Regions from separate parts of the Sus scrofa genome. Here region 1 is linked to region 2. The links are chromatin contacts, called in public Hi-C maps. All regions are on one chromosome and are shown on one strand. Each heading gives the region's core, a stretch centred on a gene start, on an enhancer-like site or on the middle of the called end of the contact. The rest is flanking DNA. Distances are from core to core; before and after follow the strand shown. Region 1 holds the start of LOC100156657. Region 2 holds the start of BAK1 (bcl-2 homologous antagonist/killer).

Region 1 (7,045 bases), core at 3,659-6,158, 520 kb after region 2:
CATCCTGGGGCGGGTGGTGTCCGTGTTGGGTGGCAGCTGAGGTGGGACACCTCCTCACCAGGAGGCACCATCCACTTCTGGGCCCCAAATAGCTGAGGCCAGAGGCTGCCTGCAGGGGGCGCACTGCAGTGAGGGCCACCAGGGCCTTCCTCTAGGCCTCCCCTGCTCCCCACCTGTGCTCCCTGGGGCCTTCTTTCCTCCACCGCCACCACCATCACTGGGTGCAGGGGGTGAGGGGGTGAGGGGATGCTGGCAGGGCCCCAAGAGTGAGTAACAGGAAACAAGTTGTTTTGGAGTTTGTGCCTGGCACGGGGGCCCCCATGTGGTGTCCCAACATTCCGGCCCAGTGAGTGAGCCCCACACTTCCCCTTCCTCCCCGCCCTGGCCTGGGGTCAGCCCGCGGCCAGCCTGTTGTGGCCGCTCCACAGCCCAGCAGCTGCCCCTGCGGGCCAAGGCCACCTGGGTCCCCGGCACCCACCAGTGCAGTGAGGGGGCTCATTGCACCCTCCAGGCACCCTGTCCCATTTCCTCCCCTGACCACCTCCCTGCTCCCCCCACCACCCAGCCAGTCACTTCCTCCAGCCTAGTGCTGCCCTGGGCCCTGCCAGGTCCCTGCCTTGGGCCTGGGGGCCAAGGGCCTGGCTCGGTGAGAGCAGCCCATGTGTGTGGTTTTTTTCCCTCCCTTTAAATTCTTCCTTTTTTATGAATGAAACTGGGCCGTGGAGGTTGCTGAGTCACCCACACACTCAGCCCTGACTCATCCCCCTTCTGGAGAGCCAGGGAGTGCAGGGAGGGGTGGGGGCCAGCTTGGCCTCTGGGGGTGGCGGGGGGCAGGCCTGGCATTCCTGCTGATGGCCCTGCCCACCTCGCAGGAGAAGGAGGAAGAAGAGGGCATCTCGCAGGAGTCCTCAGAGGAGGAGCAGTGACTGCACCGCGCCGCCTGCTCCCCCGCCCGAGGAGCAGTTTCCTGCTGGGACTGGACAGCTCCGCTCCGCTCCCACTGCCCCCCCTCCCCCCAGGCCCGCGCATCCCTGCCACCCACCTGCACCCTCACCACCACACTACACTGCACACCAGCCCGGCCCACCAGCCCACCAGCCGCTGCAGGGCCCCGGCCCAAGAGGGAAGCAGTTTTCCTTGAAGAGATTTCGGTTTCCGGCAACCCCTCAGCCACGCGCGCCACACCTGCCCCCGCCCCACCCTAAGCTGACTCCCCACTTAGCCACTCCCTGTGCTGCTGCCCTCCCTGTCCCTCCCTCGGCCGTGGGGACATTGCTGGCTGGGCTCTTGGTTTGGGGGCCCCTTCTATCCCCAATTCTTTCCTCTGGCTTCCCACTGAGGGGCCTGGGAGGGCTCCCCTGGCCTTAAAAGGGGCCCAAGCCCCTTCTCATTAGACATGCCCCACTCCCTACCCACAGCAGCAGCAGCAGCAGCAGGTGTGGCCACTGCAGAGGGGGGACTGGCCCCAAGATGCCCCCGGCCAACCTGGGTCTCCCCAGGTGTGGCTCACCCACTTCCTTCCTTCCCCGCCTTGCCTAATCCCTGTGCTAGGCTGGGCAGCCCCTCTGGGGGGCGCAGGAAGGCAGGCAGGAGGGGTTTAAGCCCCCTACCCTGTCTAAGCAGGCTCCAGCCCACCCTCCCCCCCCCCCCGGAATCTACTGCAGTGATGGAAGTGCAGAGTCACCTTTATCCAGGGGAGGCCCAGGTTCCTGGGGCAGCCACTGAGGGTGGGCTCGAGTCCCTCCCAGTCCCTGTCCGCTTCTAGGCCTCCGTTTCTTCCCCTTCCCTCACGGGGCACTAATAACAAGGAGCTAGCCTTGCCCACTCCCACCCTTCTGCTCCTCCCCCGCCCCCCAAGGTTCTGGTTCCATCTTTCCTCTGTTCACAAACTACCTCTGGACAGTTGTGTTGTTTTTGTTCAATGTTTCATTCTTAGACATCCGTCATTGCTGCTGCTACCAGCGCCAAATGTTCATCCTCATCGCCTCCTGTTCTGCCCACATTCTCCTCCCCCAAGACCCTCTTAGGGGAAGGGGCCTGGGGCAAAGCAGGCTGGGTCACAGACCACCCCGGTCCCAGGGAAGGTGGGGCCCTGCCCCTAGGATGCTGCAGCAGAGTAAGGAGGGGGGCCTGTGTTGACTGTCAGGTGTAGGGGCCGCCTTCTCCCCGTTCTGTCAGGGAGGAGGCAGCCGATATTTGTCCCAGCCTGGGGGCCCCCCCCTCTGGTTTCCTATTTGCAGTTACTTGAATAAAAAAATGTCCTTTTCTGGACTGAGTCTCTTATGTCTCTGGGCAGGGGTCGCTCCTGAAGGGCTCTGCCCAGGACGGGGGAGGAAGGGGAAAAGCTGGTGTTGGCTCCACAGAAGGTACCTTAAGCCCCCCCAGAAGACATCAGCTGCACCCCTATAGCCACAAAACATTTTATTTACAAAATATACATACAGAGTACTATACATCAGGCCCTGTCACCACAGAAGTGGCTCCACAGCTGGGTCAGGGAGGGCGAAGCTCTGCCCTTTGGCCCCAGAAAACTGAAGGCCTAGCTGGGGGTGAGATGCTACTGGGGCTTGGCTGCTATGTGGGGCTGAGGGAACAGGTGCTGCCAGGCACAGGGGGGTGGGGGGCGTGGAGACCCAGGAAGGTGAGCTGGGAGTTGGGGGGAAGCAGCAGGCTGCAGGGTCCAGGACCCCATGGTTCTGAAGATGAGGGCAAGGGGCTCGGGTCACGTCTTGACATCCAGCAAGGGCATCCGCTTGTGCTGGTAGCCACTCTGCCAGCCATGTACCACCTGTGAGGGAGATCATGCCACGGGCTGTGTGCCAGGAGTCTGCCGCACAACCTTGGAGGAGGTAGCCCTCTAGCCACAGCAAGGCTCTGGCTTCAAGGGTGCAAACCGCGGGCCCACCTCTCCTGATTGTGCCTGTCCCAAGTGCTCACCTTGGGGTCTCCCACGTCAGAGAGCAGCTCCTGCTCGGCCTCGTGCAGCTCCTCAGCAGGGTCATAGCTGTACATAGGGAGCAGGTGATGGCGAAGCCGGTCTACCCTGGGGAGCATGGGACGGGTTCAGCTCCGGGGGTCCACAGACACCTGACTGCCCCGTCTCTACTGCTCCTGGCGGGGGCGCTTCCAGTGGGTGCCTTTTGGGGTACACTAGAGCTCTAATACATGTCTGGGTGTGAAAACCGAACAGTGGAGTGTAGGGAATTCCAGGCTAGTTTCATAATGCCTGAGGGGCGTCTTAACCTGCGCAGGGAGCTGAGATGCCATGGGGAGAACTTTAAGCAGAATGTTCAGGGGGCGGGGACACTCACCGCTTTTTCTTCTGGACATACATTACCTGTAACAGAGACACAGCACTGTGGAGGCAGCTGAGCCCAGCATGGCCCACGAGTGAGTGGGGCCCATTTCCACACCCTCCGCTCCCGTAACAGGACAGCTGAGGTGCCCTGTGCAGGCTGGACCAGGCCCACCCAGCCCTGCCTTAGCAAAAGTGTGGGTATATATGAGTGGATGTGGGGGCTCCTTACCACAGCCACCACCACCCCGACCAGGGTGATGAGGAAGAAAGGCCCCAACACATAGCCCACCATGGAGTCGCTGTTGGCCTGGGGGGCATTGGGCACTGTGGTGTTACTCATGACATCGGCAGCTGGAGGGCTGGGTAGTCAGCATGGGCAGTGCTGCCTCGGGAGGGCGCCTCCACTGGGCTCCCTGGGGAGGAGGAAGGAGGTTGTCAATGTCACCCAGAGAGACACCTAGGCTCTGGATCCCTCCCCAAGAGCCAGTAATGTGTGAAAACTTAAGTCAGGTGCTGGGACAAGGGATCTTCCAGGTCAGTGTGCTGGGGTTAACCCTCCAGCAACTCTGCAAATCCTGGGTGTAAAGGGCACCCAGGAAAGGCCCAGAGTCAGGGCCTGAGGCCCTTTCAGCTCCTATCCCCAAATCAAGGTGGGGCCCAGCTCAGGGTGCTGGCCGAAACATTTGCAGCTATCAATTTCTGGGGAAAGGTTAGGTGTATGGTCCCAGCCCCTGCCCAACCTTCTAGGGCACTGGGCTGCCAGCAGCTCCAAGGGAGCAAAATAAGGAGGTTAAGATTAAACTATGAGGGTCCTGGACTGTAGCCTAGGGGTGAGGTAGGGGCTTCTGAAGGGGCGCATCTCCCTCAGTCCCGGTCCAATTCCCACACTTCAGGCCATAGGTCCTATATGCCCTCTTTGTCCCTGGTGTCACTCCAGACATATCTCCTGGGCACCATTTCCCCCACTGGTCTCATGTGCCAGGGTAGACACAAGTGGGCAGGACTGGATTGCATCTGCGAGGTGATGTCACCTTCCCCTGATCCCCACTCGGGGCTCCGCCCTAGTCCCTCCCCTCCTGGCCCGGGTTTGACAGGCGGAGGTGGAGAGGGTCAGTTCCCATGACAGAGGGAAGGAGATTGCCCGTGGAGGCTCAACGCCGATGCCCCGCGGTCTGCGACCTCGGTTCGCCTCGGTTCCCATCGGAAGGCAAGGTATGAGCTTGGGCCGGTCCCGGGGCCCGTGGGGGCTGCGGGCTTGCCCAGTCGCATCGCACCGTCCCAGAATCGCACCGTCCCACAGTCGAGGGGACATGCCGAGATAGGGAGAGTGACAGGCCGTTCTTAGGACGCGGACCAGCAACGGCGTGCGGGAGGTAGTTGCCATGGCGCTGGGAGGCTCAGGCCGGGGGAGGGGAACTTGGGAGCGCAGAGGGGCCCGGGTATCCCGGAATCCCGACACCCCGAGGCGTGGACTTGTGCCGGCGCTCTGCAGCCCATCCAACCCGGCCATGCCTTACCTCCCGCCGCTGCAGCCCGGAGTGGAACGCCCTCGGTTGGCTCCCGGGCCCCGGAAGAGCCGGCAGGCGCGTGATCAAAGGACCCGGGGAAATGGGCGGGGCCACAGCATCGGAAGGCAGAAGGCCCGGAGACTCCTGGAGCGGCCAATCAGGAGGCGGGGAATGGGCGGTGCGAAGGCGGAGACGGCCCGGGCTGCAGGGACCACCACGCGACGGCAGGGGGCAGCCGAGGGCTGCGCAGCGGGGAGGGGCGGGGCGCGCGCGGCTTCCCGGCGTCCCCCGGGGCGGGAGCGCTTGGGAGTTCACATTCCAGGCAGAGCTTGGTCTCCTTTGCGTGCTGATCTGGTTGGAGCCCTGGCCCCACAAGCGCCCCCGTTAGTCTTTTTTTTTTTTTTGTCTTTTGGCCTTTTCTAGGGCCTCTTCTGTAGCATATGGAAGTTCTCAGGCTAGGGGTCGAATCGGAGCTGTAGCCGCCGGCCTACGCCAGAGCCACAGCAACTCGGGATCCGAGCCGTGTCTTCGACCTACACCACAGCTCACGGCAACGCCAAATCCTTAACCCACCGAGCAAGGCCAGGGATCGAACCCGCAACCTCACGGTTCCCAGTCAGATTCGTTAACCACTGCGCCACGATGGGAACTCCGCGCCCTGTTAGTCTTTATAGAACCGCACAGACGGTAGTATTGCAGCCTGGCCCTCTGTGCTCTGCCCAGAGGGTAGAATATGCAGGTCCAGAGTCGCACCTGCCCAGCCCATGGACCTTGGATACACCCACCCAGCCATCCTCTCTATGCCTCAGTCTTAAAGTTGGCAAAACAGGCTGCTATAAAGATTACACAGTGACATGGGTAGAGCCTGGCACATGGCATACCCTGTATTTTAAATTCCCTGTTAACCTCCTTCCAGTTTTCTGAGGCACAGACGGAGCTATGAGGTGAAGTCCCCCTGGGTCACAGGTAGCTTGATCAGTAGGTGAGCTTGGTTTGGTAAGTAAAATGTCACAATGTCACACACTTAACTGGAGAAATGTGAATAAGATTGTTGGATTTTACCAGTGTCAGTGTCCTGGTTGTGATGTTATACTACAGTTCTGCAAATGTTAGCACTGGGCGGAGCCGGCCAAAGCATATGAGGGATTGCTAATATTTCTTACAACTACATGTGAGTCTAAAGTTAAGTCAGGGGTTCCCGTTGTGGTGCAGCAGAAACAAATCCCACTAGTATCCATGAGGATGCAGGTTCAATCCCAGTTCTTGCTTAGAGGGTTGGGGATCTGGCATTGCTATAAGCTGTGCCGTAGGTCGCAGAGGTGGGTGGGATCCCATGTTGCTGTGGCTGTGGTATAGGCCGGCAGCTGTAGCTCCAATTCAACCCCTAGCCAGGGAACCTCCATATGCCACCAGTGCGGCCCTAAAAAGCAAATAAATAAATAAAGTTACGTCAAACTGTGTGTGTATAGTTTATACCACACCCTCCTCTCCACCACCACAATCACATGCAATTGGGAAAATTCCAGATTGGCAGGTGATGGAAAACGTCCAAGGACATAAAAGTTGTGGCAGGTTAAGGTCTCCTGAATCCTCAAGTGCTAATGGAGATACAGGGGTGGCATGGGTCATTGTTCTTGCCAGGGGCAGCCAATGGCATGGACATGGTTGAGCCACTTCACTTCCTCAAGTCCTACCAGCGGCAATTAATTGAGGGCAGATCTGAAGGAGTAATACCCAGTTAGGAACCAGAGGACAGGTGAGAACTCTGGCCTTTTGCTTAGAATTGCCACCATCTGACTGATGGGGAATCAGATAAAGGGAAAGGAATGAGAGAAAAGCTTGGGTTTGGAGGCTGCAGGTAGATTTCCTGGGGTTCTCAGGCTTTTGAGTGTGGAGAGTAGGGAGACCACTCATGCCAGGCTTTTACCAGAGCTGAGGGCAGAGGGAGGAGGCCCCTACCCATGTAGTGCCCCTCTCATCTTACAAGGAAGTGGGAATTAAGTAGTAGGTTTTAGAAACCAGGCCCCCTTGTCTGCCCACACATCCAACCTTTGTCCCTGTTCTCAGGACTTCCAACCACATAAACTGAGGGTCTAGTGATACTGGGATGATACTCAGCATGTATTTACTTCCTTTACCCCAGAACACTATTCAAGGTAGTAGGGGCAACTTCAATTTAAGGAGTTCCCGTTGTGGCGCAGCGGAAGCGAATCCAACTAGGAACCAGGAGGTTTCGGGG
Region 2 (6,335 bases), core at 818-3,317:
AGGGGTGGGTCTCTGGTCGTGTTTCACCCCACTCCTGGGCCCGTGAGGTGAATTTCAGAGGCTGAGGTTCCTTCTGCTGCTCCCTCCCCAGCACACGCCTACGGCAGACTTGCCACCTTCCAGCCAGTGACCCATGAAGGCCAGCCCTGCAGGTCCCACTTCCCCTTGGCCAGTCAGAACACACCTGTTTTCCATGTCAGGCCTGTGAGCCGCAAACCCTCCTGAGTGCCTGTGGTAAACTTCCAGCACGTACAGAGGAGTCCTCCCCAGGGTGCCGGACACAGAGCAAATTGACCTAGCCACAGGGTAAGCACGGTCATACCCACTTTCCAGGTGGGAAGAATGAGGCACAGAGAAGTCAGTGCCAAGGCCACGTGCTAGTCCAGGAGTCCGGTTGGTTGTCTGAGCTTCCAGGAGCCCATCCTCCACTCAACACTCGTTTCGGAACCCCCTGAGCAAGGCCAGGGATCGAACCCGTGTCCTGACGGATAGTAGTCGGGTTCATTAACCGCTAAACCATGACGGGAACTCCTCGGATTTATTTCCCAGTTTATGGACCTCAGAGAGTGTCCTTTCCAAGGCAGCTTCCCCGTTTGCCTGTGCTCTTCCCACTCCCTTCTCACGGGGAGTTGAGAAAACTACATGCACCCCTTGCCCTTGGGTCTCCAGCCCCTACTCTCCTTTTTCACCCAGTTCTGGCTGCTGCCTGGGCTGCTCTGTAAACCCTCTGCAGAGGGAGTATTTCCTGGACATGAGCTGTTTCACTTTCAGTTTGCACCCCTTCACTTCCCTCCACCCCAAAGCTGCCTCCATCACCCAGGCAGAGGTCCCTCCTCCCGCCCCAGGGAGGCCCCTCCCTACCCTGGGCCAGCTCCCTGGGAGGACCAGTCAGTGCACCCTCCCCGCCCACCCCTCCCTCTCAGGCCTGGGGCTACTTTCGAAAGCAGCAGAAAGAAGGGTGGGGACGGTCCGGACCACCTGTGCCTCCCCTCCTCCACCCAGTGCCACCTGGGGAAGACCGACCTTGGCCTGGCATGCACCCATCCCAGCAGCCTCCTCCTGAACAAGGTGCCCTTCTGGCTCCCTTGGTGCCCCCAGGACTGCAGGGCTGGAGGATGCTGACAGCACCCCTGCCACCCTCGGGCTCAGAGCTGGGGAGAAGTTGGCGCCTCAGAGCAGCCCCAAGGCCCCAGGCCTTGCTGATCTGGGTCTACCCCTGCCCCCTCCAAGCACCTGACTTCCTGGTACTCTGAGTTCCCCACTTGTGGGGTCTGCCCAGGGGAGGAGGGTGGCCAGGATGCTTCCCCAGGGGAGGTGCCTGACTCTAGACCGCTCTTAGGTCTCCTGGGGCAGCAGGGAGGCTGTAAGTTCTCCCCGTGCCCTTGACCTTGGCTCTGACCTCCCCCCCCATCCCCCAGACTGCTAAAGAGCCTGGTTCTTTGACACCCGATTCTCGGGCCCCTAGGGCCAGGGTGAGAGGGGAAGCTGCCTGAGGGGTGGCCAGAGGGAGCCCCGGGTGGATCAGGCCCCGAACAGGGCTCGGTGGAGTCCCGGGGGTTGGGGGGAGCCTGAGGCCTTCCCCCCCCAGCCCCCTGCCTCCCTCACCTACCCCCGGCCCGGAGCTCCCAGGCGTGGGGAGCACAGGCGGGACCCTCCCGGCTTACCTGCCCAGACCCTGGCCCAGGCCTGGGTTGGCTCAGCAGGGCGGAGGCCGGTGATCCCAGTGGCCAGTGGCCACTCCCAGGGTAAGGTACCCAGGCTCGGCCTCCAGAGACGGGCGCCAGTGAGTTCCTGGTGTCAGGATGCAGCCTGGGCTGGTCCCAGCGCGGCCTTCGGGACCCGCGAGGCTTTGGCGATCATAGAGGTGCCGGCGGCTCCCGCTCCAATCAGCTCCCTCTAGAGGAAGTTGCTCTGCGGCCGCCGGATGCAGCCGCTGAAGCCTGCAGCACGGGGCTGGGGCTGGGCTCAGGGCGGAGAGCGCGGCTCCCACCCCTGCCGAGTGTCCCCACCCACGGCTTTTCCCACCCGGGTTCCCTGTCCTCCTCCTTGATCTTGCCCCACTTCTGTCCGTCGGTATCAGCAAGAAAGCCAGGCTGGTGAGGTTTGTGAAGCCCTGCTGTGTGCTGGGCACTTTATTTTTTTATTTTTTTTTATTTTTTTTTCGTCTTTTTGCTATTTCTTGGGCCGCTCCCACGGCATATGGAGGTTCCCAGGCTAGGGGTCCAATCGGAGCTGTAGCCACTGGCCTAGGACAGAGCCACAGCAACACGGGATCCAAGCCGCGTCTGCAACCTACACCACAGGTCACGGCAATGCCGGATCCTTAACCTACTGAGCAAGGGCAGGGATCAAACCCACAACCTCATGGTTCCTAGTCGGATTCGTTAACCACTGCGCCACGACGGGAACTCCAGTGCTGGGCACTTTAAACCATCCTCACTGAACAGTCTCAACCACCCTTGGAAGTAGGTGCGGTGACCACATCCATTTTACAGATGAACGAACTGGGACTCGGCTGCTTTAAGGAACCTCCGCCAAGGTCACTGAGCGGGGTTTATAATCAGACATGTAAGTGCCATGGGCATAATAAGATGAAATTGAGATTCCACGGAGTTCCCATTGTGGCTCAGCAGGTTAAGAACCCGACTAGTATCCATGAGTATGTGGGTTTGATCCCTGGCCTTGCTCAGTGGGCTAAGGATCCTGCATTGCTGGGGCTGTGGCATAGGCCAGCAGCTGCAGCTCCGATTCAACCCCTAGCCTGGGAACCTCCATGTGCCACAGGTACGGCCCTAAAAAAAAAAAAAAAAAAAAAAAAAAGATTGAAGTTCCACGTACAGTTGAGGCCTGTGTACCAAGCTCCTCGATGGCTGCAGAGGTAGAAACCCTGCAGGTGATAGGCAGGTAGACGTGGACATGCAGAGGGCCGATGAGACTGGTTGTGAAGGGAGGGGTGGGAGGACACACACTCCCACCCTCCTGGACCAGCAGCCACAGCCAGAGGAGGACAGGCTGTGGGGAGAGCTGTGTGCCCCATTCTCAGAGTTGGGGTCCCCACCTCTGCGTCTCCTGGAGCCTCGCCAACCCCCACCCTCGGGGTGCTGCATTGACACCCCCACCCCCACCCCCGGGCACACTCTGCCCCCACCCCCAACCCGCCTTCGCCTTCTAGAACTCTGGGAAGTTTCCAACCCCCTCTGTTCTTAAGCAGTTGGTCCCAGTAGCTGCTGCGGCCCTTCCCTCTTGAGTCAGGTCCCCTTCAGGATGGAGGCCCCAGCCCCAACCCCTCGGGCCCATAATCTGGGCCGCTCGTCCATGTTCCGCCTTTTCCGTAGCCTGGTGGGGGGCAAGGGCAGCCCAGAGAGCTCAGACCAGGCCCTGGTGGGGGGTCAGCCGTGCCCCTTGCAAGAGCAGGACGCCACCCCCCTGATGACTGGCTGTCACGGAGCAGCGGGGCAGAAGGAATCCTGGCCACCTGCCTCGCTGCCCTGTACCCTCGCTGTGGCCCTGCCACGAACTAGTCCCTCGGGGCTGGAGCTAGGGGATGCGGGGGCCCAGACCCCCACCCCTGTGCAGGTCCTGAGGGTGGTGGCCCGGGGTGTAGAAGTAAGGTCAGATCCACGCAGAGGAGGCCAGGAGGCGCTGGGCAGCCTGTCTGAGATGGACGAAAGGGAAGAGGAGGAGGTGGCAGGCGCGGCCTTGGGGGACACGGGGACCTCAGACAGGTGAGAGGTGGGCTCTGGGCAGCAGGGACCTGGGAGCCTCCTGGAAGGCAGAAGGGAGGGTGTGGGCCTGAGCTGGGAGGGTCCGAATGGGAGAAGGACTGGAGAGGTGGGGGTGGGGAAGCAGACTGGGTCCTCCACCAGTGAGGGCTTGGGGATGGAGGTCCCCAAAGGACAGGAGGACAGGCCGGGCCCTGGGAAGGGTGTGTGTAGGGTGAGCAGGGTCCCAGTGCTCCCCAGCTCCTTTATGGGCCCCCTTCCCTGTCTCCCCTCCCCCTTCTTCTGGTTTCCAAGTTCACTTGGACTTGGCGCCCCTCCCTTTACTTTGGGGGAGCATCGTCATCTCTCTGATGGACCCCAGAGGGCTGTGCAGGAGGGGGGAGTAGGCTAAGTGGGGCCTGTGGGAGAACCTTGGGGTGGGGGGTTAGGGGGGCTTCCACCGCATCTCTGGGCTGCACCTGCCACTTCCACCTGACTGTGCTTTGGGATCAGGGGCCGCTTTGCCCAAGCCTTGGAGGTGGATCAAGGATGCCTGCAGAGGGCTGCGGGGCCACTGGAGGTCAGCCCCAAGGCCTTGGCCAGAGAGGAGGAGGAGTGTCTGCTTGACGGTGAGTGTGGCGGCCACAGGCAGGGGAGGTACCAGACATGGACAGAATTGACTCCTCTGGGCACAGGGCCCAGAAGGGCAGGAGCAATCTGAGGGAAGGCCAGAGGAAGGCGGCCTGGGTCTGAGTCCCAGCGCCACTAGGCCAAGCTGTGTGATGGCAGCAAGTCGCTCAGCTTTTCTGTGCCTCAGTTTCCTCATCTGTAAAATGGGACTAGAACTGCTTATTTCAGCAGGCAGCTGCAAGGATCAAATGAGAAGTTCTCTGAGAAGCGCCCAGAACTGTGCCTGGCACACAGCAGGTGTTTGCTTAAGAAAATAGGGAAACCACACCCTCAGCTCAGCCCTCCTCATCCCTCTGTGACCTGGGCCAGGCCTGGGCTGCCTCTCACTTCTGTCCACGTGTCAGTGACCACCACCCCTCCACAGGAGAACTCAGGCTGGCCTCCTCGAAGGTGGGGGCAACGCCATGGAGCCGCCTCCTCAGCTTGTACAAGCAGCTTCAGAAGTCAGCCATGACCAAGGTCTGTGCAGCTGGCTAGGGTGGGGGTGGGGGACCTTCTGAGAGCTGCCATCCTGCCTGCTTTCTGTTTAAGGTCAGGGTGGGGGTGGGGGTGGAGCTGGACTTGGGGACCCCCTCCTCACCTGCTCAGCCCCTGGCACACCCTCAGTTTCCTCTCAAGGAAGGCTCGCCCCAGGAGGACAAAGACATGGAGGAGGAAATGGAGGACGAGGACAGTTCCTTCAAGCTCTGTGTCCCAGGCATCGTCACCCTCCCGTCGCCGCTGCGTAAGGCTTTTAGATCGTCAGATACAGTAGGCAAGAGTGGTGCCCCCAGCCCATCCAAACAGCTCCCAGACGGCCCTCTGTGGCCGCGGCTCGTGGGTGCGATACCGGTTCCTACCACCAGGTGGTAGCAGAGGACCTAAGATGACCACCGGGGCCGGGGGACAGGTGTGCAGCGTCTGGAGGTCCACCTAGGGCTGCCTGGGGTCCTCCTCTCTCAGGGTTTGGGTAGGGAGTGGTGGGGAGTGGGATGGGTTGTGACTAGGGCTGTGGCTCTTTGAGCACCACACTTCCCCAGCTGGGAATCCTGACTCCAGTAGCCACCTCTGTCCGTGGTTCTCTCATCATGCATGCACTGCTGTGACAGTGCCCCAGAAGGCCCCCTGTCCCATTGCAGCGCCCTTGCTGATTATAGCCAGTACTGTGGGCCGGACTCTATTCCAAGCACTCTCCATGAAGTAATGTATTTTAACTTTTAGGTAGGTCCTGTTATGGTCTTCACTTCACTGTAAGGAAAATGGGGTACAGAGAGGCTAAGTAGCTTGTCCAAGAACACACAGCTAGTAAGTGGCAGAGCTGACACAGGAACCCAGGCAGTTTGGGTTGTTCCAGATACATGCTCCCGAATCAGTGGCTGGAAGGGTTGTGGGGGCAGGTGGACAGATGTTACCCACACACCCGGGGAGGCAAGGAAAGAGACTCATGCAGCCAGAGGGAGCCATGGGAAGTGAGTTTCCTGGGGCAGGCAGGGCAGTGGGAAAGTGGAGGTCTGGCTGGAGATGAGGGAGCTGGAGCCATGTCCTCTTCCTTCCCCCACTCCTACCTGCCCCATGCTGAGCTCTCTGCTCTCAGGTTTTGTGGAGTCAGAGTTAAAGAAGCTTCTGGTAGTACAGCGGGAGTCCCGCCTCTGGAAGACAGACAGCCCCGAGGGCTGGGAGCTGCTGGCCCAGCCAGAAGTCACTCTGGAGGAGGCGGGCATTGTGGACAGCCAGGTATTTGGCCCCTCGGAGCCCACAGCCCGCTGAGGGCCCTGGGGAAGTGGGCAGGAGGCCTCCCACCTCCTCAGGCCTCTGGACTGGTTCCTTCTGGGTGGCCCTGGCATGCACAGCTCTCCATCAGTCACTCACTTGGCCTGGGGTCCACGGGTCTGCTTTTAAAGCTTCCCTGCCACCCACTGGCTGTGTGGCCTGTTCCCTCAGCTCCACAATGGGCTTTGTCCAGGT

Evidence for each region. A called contact is a pair of places that touch in the nucleus more often than the background predicts.
Region 1: a Hi-C map of heart right ventricle shows a contact between it and region 2, with 5 times the contacts expected there. The contact joins the promoter of LOC100156657 here to the promoter of BAK1 in region 2. A contact is called at or near these places in 1 of 47 Hi-C or Micro-C datasets (heart right ventricle) and 1 of 2 datasets of contacts at active chromatin or transcription factors (alveolar macrophages).

Annotation. Positions count from the first base shown.
Region 1 is chr7:30,327,143-30,334,187 of Sscrofa11.1, forward strand. It overlaps LOC100156657, which reads right to left and starts at 4,909. Exons shown (of 5, transcript NM_001190191.1): 1 at 4,816-4,909; 2 at 3,528-3,711; 3 at 3,312-3,337; 4 at 2,938-3,043; 5 at 2,407-2,788. The coding sequence starts at 3,638. The coding sequence ends at 2,723. It overlaps HMGA1 (high mobility group AT-hook 1), which reads left to right. Exons shown (of 6, transcript NM_001185155.1): 6 at 873-2,271. The coding sequence ends at 926.
Region 2 is chr7:29,813,278-29,819,612 of Sscrofa11.1, forward strand. It overlaps BAK1 (bcl-2 homologous antagonist/killer), which reads right to left and starts at 2,068. Exons shown (of 7, transcript XM_021098603.1): 1 at 1,665-2,068. LOC100156231 (gametogenetin-binding protein 1-like) reads left to right here and starts at 2,773. Exons shown (of 7, transcript XM_005665887.3): 1 at 2,773-3,725; 2 at 4,215-4,330; 3 at 4,756-4,850; 4 at 4,998-5,115; 5 at 5,965-6,104. The coding sequence starts at 3,265. LOC102162214 (a long non-coding RNA gene) reads left to right here. Exons shown (of 4, transcript XR_002345648.1): 4 at 201-2,199.